Regions from separate parts of the Hordeum vulgare genome. Here regions 2 and 3 are each linked to region 1. A link is a contact called in public Hi-C data. All regions are on one chromosome and are shown on one strand. The core of a region is the stretch at or near the end of the contact, and the rest is flanking DNA. Distances in the headings are between cores, read along the strand shown. Region 1 holds the start of LOC123436146. Region 2 has its middle 220 kb from the start of LOC123399140. Region 3 has its middle 61 kb from the start of LOC123410957.

Region 1 (3,714 bases), core at 476-2,975:
GCAGTCGAGGCAGAACATGTTGCACTCGCCGCTCCGGTGCGACTCGGAGTGCGTCTTGCATTGCGCGAAGAAGCGCGCGGACAGCAGCGGGCGCAGCCACTGCGGCCACTGCTGTTCCTCCCCCGCCGCCGTGGCCGCCGCCACCTGCGGCTCCGCCTCCTCTTCCTCCGGCTCGGGGGCGCCGCCTCCCTGCACACAACAACCACCACAAGAAAGATCGGTCAGGTCAACAAGAAATGCTCAGCGATGGAAACATTGGGTCTTTGACAAGCGAGAAATCGATCTCGTCGGAACGCCGGCAAGATTGCCAGAAATCTACGGCGAGCCATACCTCACCAATCAATCAGTCAATCAGAGATAAGAAACTACAGAAACACGAAGGCTAGGACCAGTACTTCCACCAAATTCCAAGGCATCCAATCCAAATGCCGGAGCAGAGAGACGACGACGCGGAACCAAAACAGAAACACCGCCATTAATTAGGTGGTGGGGGAGAGGGAAGACGCAGAAGAAGAATCAACCAATGGTTTGACCGCCATTCGTCGCAGGATGGACACGAACTGGCACAGCAGCAACCCGCGCGCCCGATGCAACAGTAACGCAACCAGTTCCCCTCATTCCTCCCTCCCTCCCCTCACCACGGACAGGAGCTAGCACGGGCCAAACAGAACGAAACGCGCGCACGAGGCAAGAAACCAGCACCACTAGCACCAATCAATCAAGCAGGAGGGGAATGGCGATGCGCCATCGCAGCTAGCACAACAAGCTACGGGAGAGGGGAGGAGGGTGGGTCGGTTAACCGATTATTACCATGATCCTCCTGTTCTTGAGGCGGAGCTCCTTGAACGGCGACTCGTGGTCGATGGCCATGCCCGCGCGCCGCACCGCACCGCACCAAGAACCAGAAGAATGGGTCTTGTTTGCTGCTGCTGCTTCTTCTTCTTCTTCTTCTTCTTCTTCTTCAGGGGCCTCGGGGGAATCGAAGGGCGGGCGGTTGGTGCGCGTGGAGGCGGAGCGGCGGAAGAAGCGATATATGGACGGGTGCTGGGCGTCCGTCTAGAAGTAGACGACGGAGGGGTTTAGTAGGACGGAACGGGAACGGGAACGGGAATGGGAAGGGGAATGGGAATGGGAATGGGAGGGGTCTCTCTCTCCGGCTCCGAGTGCGCGTGTCTCGTTCTTATCGTCCCAAGTCAGTCGGTCCACCCAGGCCGAACCAAACCAAGTCGTCTTCCTCCTCCCCTCTCTGGTAGCCGCTCTTCCTAAACCCCGGCTTAATTAATCCATTCATCAATCAAATCCGGCTTAATTAGAAGGAGTAGCGGGCCGATGCGTTATTCGCAAAGCGGCCTTCAATTCCTTGTCGAGCATCCCTTTGATTAATAACAGGGGCTGAAAGCCAAGTGCCGGGCTGATTAATTAACGAGGCCTCGTCTCTTCTGTGACCTCAGGTTTTGGTCTGATTACTACAGTATTAGCGAAGAAGCGAAATGCTCGGGGCACCCGGCGGAGCGCACCCCGGATCGTTATTCCTTGGGGGTTTGGGCACGTGTTCCCCCCTACTTGGGCGGACGTTTCACCCCACTTGATTTGATTTGAGATGCAACGCTTGCACTGTGTGGTCCTAATGGCCTAGTCCCGCATGTGTTAGTATAGTGCTAGGCATTTTCTGTTTCGCTCACGCTTTGTCCGTGCTTGCCATGTTTACCCGGCCCCGTAGTTTTTCTGAAATATATTAATATCATAATGATATCAACTACATCCGTCAGGGTTTAGAAGACACATTTAAATTTACGTGCATTTTCATAATAGACACGGTTTAAGGCGTGTTGCATTTACTTCTAGCTGCTAATTACTACTTTTATATGCATGCATAGTGTAAATTATATTTCTTATCTCATCTCATAGCCAAACAATAACCAGCTAGGTTCCCGAAAATTTCCGAGCATGCCTTCTAAACCGTGACGGAGGAAGTACATACACATCCTGCAATAATAAAATGTTCTAAAGACATTATAGATGCACACAATCTATTTTTTTAAAAGAAGAAGTAAAAAAAAAGATTCCACTACGGTGATCAATTACTAGTAGCTGCAACACAAACCATCATCAAGACAACACTTCAAATTCAAATTCTTCGAAAACGACACCTTCAAGAAGGAAATAGTGCATAAACTACGACGTCGTTCGATCATATATCTTAGGTTTTCACCCTGAAGAAATCCACGCTTTCAAAACAATACCTTCAACAAAATCATTGCCACACACAACCAATTAAAGTCGGACCTTAGATTTTTATCCTGAAAGAACAGACTCTATACTCCTCATGTGTTATGCCCCCACTTGCCAATGTTGTTGCTACGAGTCACGAAACATCAAACAAAGTCTTCATGGCCTCGAAGACTCGGTCCACCATTAATAAGCCTCAGATCCCAGCCGCATGACATTCTCCGTCACTATCTTCACCATGAAAATCGAAATACCGACATGTTCCATGATGTCAAAAAAACAAAGCTTCGGATCACGCCCACATGAAGCCACATAGGCTGAGATGAGGGCGCACACGACCGAATCCCATTCAATCCACCAATCTACAAGGAACAAGCATCCAATGGAGATCTCCAACGGAGCCTTCCGGAACTCATCAATGGACAAGTCAATGGATGACGACATCTACTAGAACACCATCTTGACGCGAAAAGAAACCTAGGACCGCCTTACACTGGGTGTACTCCTGATCGAGATCGCCGCCAACGACGGAGGGGAGGAGACAACCAAATCAAGCCCTCGGAGCCAAGTCACTCTAGACTCGCCCCCACGGCGGACAGATCGGAGCGTCGTCGTCGAAGACGCACACGTCATATATGTCTACCCCGCATGCACCATGTCACCGGTCCCGCAACCATGGCACACCGCTGCCCTAGAGGAGTGCAGCCTACCGAGCCCGACCACCACATATCCGGCCGCCGTTGCGAGCCCACCTGGATCCACAACGCAGCACACCGCGCCCGCACGGAGCAACGCAGGCTGCCGAGCCCGACCACCACGGAACCAATTGTTGCTCGCCGAGCCCCGCGGCCGCATGTCTGAGCAGTCGCGCCACGCGACACCGCAGGACCTCGTCTGGAGTTGTCACCCTCCGCTCCAGAGATGCCGCGAGAAGGTCCCCGCCATCGTCGTCAGCCGCACGGGCTTCGCCCGGCGGCATCCTTCGACAGCGACTCAAGGGAAGGGGTGGACGGGGAGGCGGATCCTAAGTTTTGGAGGGGAGGGACGCCCCGAGCTGCCATGGGCTGGGGCGACGCCAGGGGTGTGGATCTCGTCTGATCTTAGAAATGTTCACCCTCTCGCGTTCCCAGCGGCCATAGATGAGCTATTAATGTGAATAAAATTTATGTTACGACCAGTTTTATTTTCTTCCTTTCTTTACGGTTGATGATGGCGGCTAGGTCTACTGATTTGTGTGTAGGGATGAGAAAGAGAGATTGGTTTTCAAAGAAGGTGAATGCTTTGCTCATCAAGCATCAATGTGTTAATTAACTCCTACTACTAATAGTAATGGTATTCCTAAGTTAATTCACCTTTTGTGGGATATAGTAGCAAATTCACAAATGCTCCACCCTATATAATATTTCATCCGTTCCTAAATATAAATCTGTTTAAAGGTTTCATTAGGAACGTACATAAGGATGTATATAGACACAATTTAAAGTA
Region 2 (3,714 bases), core at 895-3,394, 300 kb after region 1:
GGTGGTCGGTCTTAGGCTGGGTGGTCGGATCTCAAGATCCGTCATCTAGTCCCGGCTACGAGTTGGGGAGAGATAGTCGTCGGTGAAAACCGAGCCGACGACGGACGATGGATGCGTTCTGCGCTGTTACCTTGATGAAGGCATTGTCGTGTAACTACTGTCGACCCCCTCGTGTTGCTTCGTGGGAAACCCTAGGATCTGTTCTTCCATATCGAACGATGGTGGCATTGTTGTGTCGTTTCTCTCTTGAGAGCATTGTTTATGGAGTAGCACTAGAAGAAAGAGGCAGGAGGTGGTGCGGCTTCGTGGACGGAGCTTCGGTGGAGATGTCAAGTCATGCCTGGCCAACAGATCCAACGTTATGTCATGCTTGTTCGGCAGGTGCTACGCATGACAGCTCTTTCAGAGACTTCAAGCTGTGTCAGCGGGTGGTATTGGCGGCATGGTGTTGCGGCGTACTGGCGACGACCGCGACATGCTCAACACTTTGCACGTAGCGAGGTGATGCTGTTGGGTGCCGTGGTGGTGTCGTTGGGCGCCGTGGTGGCGTCGACGGATGGCCCGAATGCCAAGGATGACGCGGATCTCTTTTCTAAAGATGGTCAACGATTGTTGATGATGACGCATTCTAAAACGTGTGCACGTCGTAGATGTTTTTGTTTGCTGCATCGGTTGTTTTTTCCGATACGTTATGCGGATGGGTCGGTAACGACACCGGATTTAGATATGTGTAATGAGTGCATTTCACATTATCGAGTTTGTAGGTGTAAGTGATGGCTTCAGATGATCTGACCTACGTTTTTATAATTCCTTTGTTAAATAGTAATTAATAAATATAGTTATATACATCAATTGATATAGAGGCAGGGGTTTTAACCAGCTTTTCCAAAAGAAAGCTAGCTCGAGACCGTCCTTTTCTACTGTGGCGGTGTGGCCTCAGGCTGATGTTTCTTTATGCAGCTGGGTGTTCCCCTTCTTGGGTCATGGGATCGATCGTTGCTGTGATGTTTGCTGAAGTGAGCTGGCTCATCTCCTGCTTCGCCGCAAACCCGCGACACTGGAACGTCGATGATCATTTGTTCTTGTGCAGCTGGTGGTCGCGATCTTATTGTTTGATCCACGTAATTTTCTCTTTTCGGTTGAACTTTGAGCAGCAGACTTTGTAGTGCCTCCAGTTATGGTATGTTGAAGCGGTGGAGCCGGGGGTCACTACAAGTACTCTTATATAAGAAAATAAATACTGCAAGGACTAGTATTCCTCTGCTTTGCTTTGGATCAAGAGATAACCTCGTCTTGTTTATCGATGGGCGCAACCTGCAACCCCAATAATTGGCCCTCGAGAGGTGTATTCATTCTTGTTTTATCTTTTCCGATAATGAACCAGCTGTAATAGTGAGCTCTTATAGACAACCAAGGACCCAAACAAGGAGTGCAACTAGGACGAAAGCACGGTTTAATCTATTAAAACTGTTGCAAGAACTTGAGAGAATTAGGAGTACAAGTCTGGAACAAGCCAGGTCTTCAAATTCTTTACACTAATAGTTACACAGGAATATTCCATCCGTTTCTAAATATAAATCATTTTAGTTGTTTCACAGAAAGACTATATACGAATGTGTATATATATATATATATAAAAGTATAGATTTATTTATTTTGTTAGGTATGTAGTCCCCTAACGAAATTTTTAAAATGATTTATATTTAGAAAAGGAGGGAGTAGTATATTACAGGTACCTGCGGCTTAATTATACATACATATAGGTGATCTGTACACATCAGTATGTACTGTCGCAGTATTATCATACTACTAGACGCATACGGAGTACATACGTGACCTTGCCGTGAGGTCAGGGATATGGTGGTGTATATGATAGTATTGTTTACTTGGAGTCTCTGTCTTTTGACTTTTGCAGGAACGCAACAAAGCATGCAATGCAGTAGTTGCCGGCCTCTCCTTGCTGAATGCCTTTTTCATCTTCTGCAAGCCCGCTCATCAGGTAGTACCAGCAGATTGATTTGCGAGTCAGTGGCAGTGGCAGTGGCAGTAGTGTGATCGATGAGGAATTTGAGAGTGTTGTGACTTGTGACTAGCCTAGCCGAAGCACATTCCTGTCACGGGTCGATGATGTGGGAAGGTGAAGGGAAAGGCAGGGAATCTTTCCTGACCGTTGGGCTGTCTATAGCGTCGACGCGATAACTGATAGGTGTAGATGCCATTCTATTCTTTCGGTTTCATGGACGATGATTATTACCTAATCAGAGACTCAGAGTGGCTTGATCAGCTGAGATTCCTCTGCTGGAGAACTAAATCCAAATAAATTAGTAACCGAAGTAGCGTACGAATAAGTGATGATGATGATGATAAGTTAAATTAATCAGGCGGAGCTGCTTTTGTGGATGATAAATCAGACCAAACCGGAAGAGGGAATGCTGGAGCATTCTTGTATGCATTGGGGACTTGGACGCTTTTTGGGATTCAGAATTCGGAGGGTTGCATGCCGGGGGGGGGGGGGGGGGGGGGGGATCGACCCTACGCCTCCGTTTCCGGCAACAACCATCACCATGCAGGCTGGGCTGGGCGGCATCGGCATCGGCATCGAAGGGTTGCACCTTTCAACTGCACGATTATCCTTTTGTGCACTGCATCAACGGTGAATTGCGGGATGATTTCCTCGAGGAAATGTTACCTGGCGTACGATCAGTGAGAAGACAGGTACCAGCGAACGCCCTTTCTGCCGTCGGATTTGACGGCACGAATCTTGGTGCAAATCAGGTGCCAGGTCAGATCTCCTCAGTCGTTCGCTATTCCAATTTCCAACTATGCTGGCGAACGTACCTTTTTATTTTTTAAAAAATGGGACGCCCATAACTGACAGAACGTTTGTCAGAAAGGGTGGTATACGCGAACGTTTTAGGTGGCATTTTTAGTTCCGAGGGAATGAAAGGCATTTTTCGTTTCAAACTGCCGTCGTTTGATATAACTACGCAACTAAAACTGCCACCAACTGACGTTCACTTGCCACCCTTCTCCTAGCGAACGTCGGCTAGGTAACATCACTGAAAAATGGGTGCCCGCAAGGGTTTCAACTCTTGCCCTTGTCAGTGAGCAAATTGCTCATTGACCACTTCAGCTGGAGCGGGATCGATGAACAATTTGCGCACAAACATGTTTATGTACATACATTTAATTCTTTCTTATTTTGAAAAATGTCTGTAAGTCCTGTTTTTTCATTTCATAAAGAACAAAATTATCTAGAGGTGTCTGTCCCCTAATATGTCGTTTTTTACTATGTATGTATGTGCATTTTTATTATACATAGCATTGCATTTTTATCATGTTTATGTATGTGCAATTTTTTTATTATACATAACATGGAATTTTCCATCAAAACCATGACTTTTTTCCGAAACATAACTTTTTTTACTTTCTTGCAATTTTATTAATTAAGAGCATGGAATTTTTATTTTCAATATCATGGAAGTTTTTTAATAATACGTGCACGGCATTTTCTTAATAATATGATGGAACTTTTATTAACAATGATATGTGATTTTTATTATTTAGAGGGGGCATTTTTAATGCTGATAGGTTGGCATTTTTTATTTTCAATGCCATGATAGTTTTTATTATTAATTGAATGCCACTTTTATTAATAATAGGATGCCTTTTTTTGCAAGGATGACATTTTATCATTGAGAGGGTGGCATTTTT
Region 3 (3,714 bases), core at 764-3,263, 270 kb before region 1:
AGTTCCAGTATATGTCGGTTTTGTGACGAGAGTGTCAGAAGTGTTCCGTGGTCCACCGAGAGGATCCACCTACCTCGAAGGGCCCCATGGGCTGCGAGAGGGGGCGCACCATCCTGTGGTGGGCTGGCCGCCCCTCCCACCAAGGCCCATGTGACGGAAGGTGGAGTCTAAGCCCACATAGGGGCCGACCACCCTTGCCTTGGGTGGCAAGGCACCCTAGCGTGCTACCGCGCCCCACCCCTTGGCCGCCCCCTCCAAGGGGGGGGGCCTAGCCGAGCCGGCCACCCTCCTCTCCTCCTATATATATGAGAGGGGAGGGAGGGCTCAACAACACATGCCATGGCGCAACCCCTCCCTCTCCCTCTAGTTCATCTCCTCCTCTAGTTTTTTCGGTATAGCTTGGCGAAGCCATGCTGGGGCAGCTACTCTACCACCACCGTCACGCCATCGCGTTGACGGGGAACTCATATTCCACTCCGGCCTCGTTTGCTCGATCAAGGAGGCAGAGACGTCATCAAGCCGTACGTGTGCTGAACGCGGAGGTGTCGTCTGTTCGGCGCTTGATCGGGAGTTCGTGGGACGGATCGTGATTGGATCACGAAGATGTACCACTACATCAACCACGTTCTTTAACCCTTCCGCTTAGCGATCTACAAGGTATATAGATTCAATCTCTCCTCTTGTAGATGCGCATCTCCTAGATTGATCTTGGTGAGTGTAGAATTTTTTTTATTTTCCATGCAACATTCACCAACATAGTTCGCCTCTCGTGGGCAGTTAGCGAGATCGCCTCTCCCGCTTCGCAGAATCCTTGCGGGAATAAGTGAGACCACTCTCCTCGTGAGCTTTTCTTTTTTTCTCTTCTATCTATCTGTAGTTGGTCTACTCGGATCTCCTGTTCTCCGCAAAGGTCGTCACGAAGCAACTTAGTGCGTGTACCCCCCTCAAGTCCTAGTTCTTACGGTTCTTTTTTTAGGAAGTTTTTTACGGTTCTAGAACCTTCAATGAATAGGTTATTTGTTTTCCTTGTCTTTTTTATATATTTTTCTTTTGTTCCTTTTTATTTGTTCGTTTCTACTTTTCCTTTTTATTTTTTAGTTTATATTTTCCTTTCTTATTTTTTACTTCCTCCATTCCATAGTGTTTAAAACGTTTTTATATTATGAAACGGGGAAGTACATTTAATTTATTTTTAATTTTAACTTTGTTTCAATTTGCGAACATATTTTAAATTCATGAATGTTGTTTTGAAAACATGAGCGTTGGTTTTGATTTCATTATCATTTCTTTTAATATGTCAATATTTTCAAATTCACCAAAAAAACCTAGTTCGTGAAAAAAATAGAACCCTAGAAAAATTGAATAGGCCAGATTTTTTAAATCACGTACATTTATTTTGAAAATCAGAAACAAATTACTGAACCGGTGAACATTTTCTTCAATTCCAGAATATTTTTGGAAATTCGGAATACAAATTATTTTTGACGAACATTTTTTGAGTTCATGATTAGTTTGAATTAGTGAACATTTTTGAATTTAGTTAAAAATAAAATTTGGGAACAATTTTGAATTCCCCAAGTACTTTTTGATTGATTTTAGTTTTTTTCTTAAATTGTGAACATTTATTTAATACATGTACATCTTTTAAAAATAACAATGGGACGTGTATGTCATCATGGGGGAAATCCCTATTTGACGCTTATGTGCCCGTTTACAAACGAGCGCCTGCATGTATGGCTACTTGGGCTCGGCCTATTTTGATTTTCTTCTTTTAAATAAAAACCGAAAAAAGAGCGCACGGACGTGGCATTCGAACCTGCAACCGAAAAATCACAAGAAGTTTTAAATTCGTGAGCATTTATCATTCTGTGATTCTTTTTCAATCCAGGAATTATTATTTTTAAAAGCAAAAAACTAAAAACAGAAGAAAAAAAACAAATAAGCTTGCCGCCCCGCATATGGGTCGGCCCATGAGAGCGTGCGGGGGAGGGGTGCGCGCTCCACAGGAATCGGACGCGTATGTCATCATTGCAAACGAGCACCTGCAGGGTGCGGCTACTTGGGCTGGGTCCATTTTGATTTTCTTCTTTTAAATAAATACCAGAAAAAAAAGAATGCACAGATGTGGCATTCGAACCGGCAACAACCCCGTCGAAGGTTGGCTGGTGTAACCTTCCCGCCATTGAGCTCGGTTGTGTTTACATGTTAACCTAGACGCCTTTTATTCATTCTTCCTTTTCTTTTTCTTCTTCTTTTTCCTTGGCCAATGAGTTGTCTGCAAATATGTGAACTTTTGCTTTCAAGTGGATGATTTATTTTTTGAATTTGATGAACGTTTTTTCAATTTTGATTAACATTTCCTAAAAATGCTGAAGTTTTTTTGAATTTTCTTGAACTTTTTAGAAATTTAATGAACTTTTCTGAAATTGTATGAACTTTTTAAAATTTGATGAATTATTTTCAAATTTCATGATTTTTTTTCAAATTTGATGAATTATTTTCAAAATCGATGAACCGTTTTCAAACGTGATGAACTTATTAAAAAATTTATGAACTTTTAAAATATTCGATTAACCTTTTTTGAAAATTTATGGATGTTTTTTAAAATCAATGAAGTTTTTTTTAAATCCAATGAGCTTTTTTCAAAACTGATAAAAAATGTTCAGATTTGTGACTTTATAATATCAAAGTTGATGAACCCTTTTTTTCAAGAAAAATATATAAATCTGTTAAATTTTTTTATTTACACAACATATTCAAAATTGTAAAAATCCAGAACCGGTCTTTTTCATTAACGAGTAACACAACATAGCCGAAAAAACAGCAAGACGTGCGAAATCAAATGGGAGCGATTTTTTAATGGGCGGCGGCCTTTTGCTGGACGCTGTAGGCGCTACTTCTTCAACGGGCACCTACAACACCCAATAGGAGCTCCCTGTTTACGGTTATACGGGAGTGAACAAAGAAGAAGAAACATAATAGGCCAAGCGTAAGACAAAGGCAGTGGTTGTGTGTCAAGTTACACAAATAGTATTGCCTCAATGTTTTTTACAGGGGAAGTGATTACTTTCAACCAATCGATTTTATGCGAGCGTCCACCGTTTCATATATGTTGGATGAGCTTTGTCACATGGTCAGGAAGCAATCCATTCATGTCCATGTTCTGCAATTGATCTATTGTTTCAAAAAAGGTTATGCAACTAGCCCCTTATTGCAAATTGACATAACGGCTAGATCTTGCAACACAATCCATGTTGCAAAAAAATCTCGCAATACGATGCATGTTGCAATATAATTCTGCAACACGACCCATATTACAAAGACAAATTCGGCAACGCCTCCCATGTTACATAAAAACCCGTAACATAATCTCTGTTGCAAATGTCTTTACAACAAAATATATGTTGCAAAATAAATTTGTCAGATCCGATGGCTCGTTAGGCAATTGATTTTTTTTATAGATCCGTCAACCGATGTGTAGCAACCCCTTTTTGCAAACAAAGCTAAATAGGAAATCACGTGGTTTTGAAGTTTCATGATTGTATACGAACACTATTTTTGCGGGCGCTTATATGGGCATTATGGATAGTCCATGTTGCATCCTAATTAGGATGGGAAATACTATAGCGTAGATCTTCGTGCACCAAGATATGCCTTTTTAGTTGTGTTTACTTACAGCATGAGGGATGAATTTTTTGTACGATAGAAATTTTT

The links. Hi-C and Micro-C count contacts between places; a contact is called where the count stands out from the background.
Region 2: a contact with region 1 is called in a Hi-C map of leaf, with 2.7 times the contacts expected there. The contact joins the enhancer-like site here to the promoter of LOC123436146 in region 1. A contact is called at or near these places in 1 of 6 Hi-C or Micro-C datasets (leaf) and 1 of 1 datasets of contacts at active chromatin or transcription factors (embryo).
Region 3: a Hi-C map of leaf shows a contact between it and region 1, with 4 times the contacts expected there. The contact joins the enhancer-like site here to the promoter of LOC123436146 in region 1. A contact is called at or near these places in 2 of 6 Hi-C or Micro-C datasets (leaf and seedling) and 1 of 1 datasets of contacts at active chromatin or transcription factors (embryo).

Annotation. Positions count from the first base shown.
Region 1 is chr1H:354,211,495-354,215,208 of MorexV3_pseudomolecules_assembly, forward strand. It overlaps LOC123436146, which reads right to left and starts at 1,726. Exons shown (of 2, transcript XM_045115613.1): 1 at 811-1,726; 2 at 1-189. The coding sequence starts at 870.
Region 2 is chr1H:354,508,132-354,511,845 of MorexV3_pseudomolecules_assembly, forward strand. No RefSeq gene overlaps it. Among protein-coding and RNA genes, the nearest start is that of LOC123399140, 220 kb to the right of the region's middle. Within about 2 kb of position 2,145, at least 2 of the 3 cell types and tissues checked have open chromatin away from gene starts, as enhancers often do. A contact at or near this core is called in leaf, where this site is marked.
Region 3 is chr1H:353,940,443-353,944,156 of MorexV3_pseudomolecules_assembly, forward strand. No RefSeq gene overlaps it. Among protein-coding and RNA genes, the nearest start is that of LOC123410957, 61 kb to the left of the region's middle. Within about 2 kb of position 2,014, at least 2 of the 3 cell types and tissues checked have open chromatin away from gene starts, as enhancers often do. A contact at or near this core is called in leaf, where this site is marked.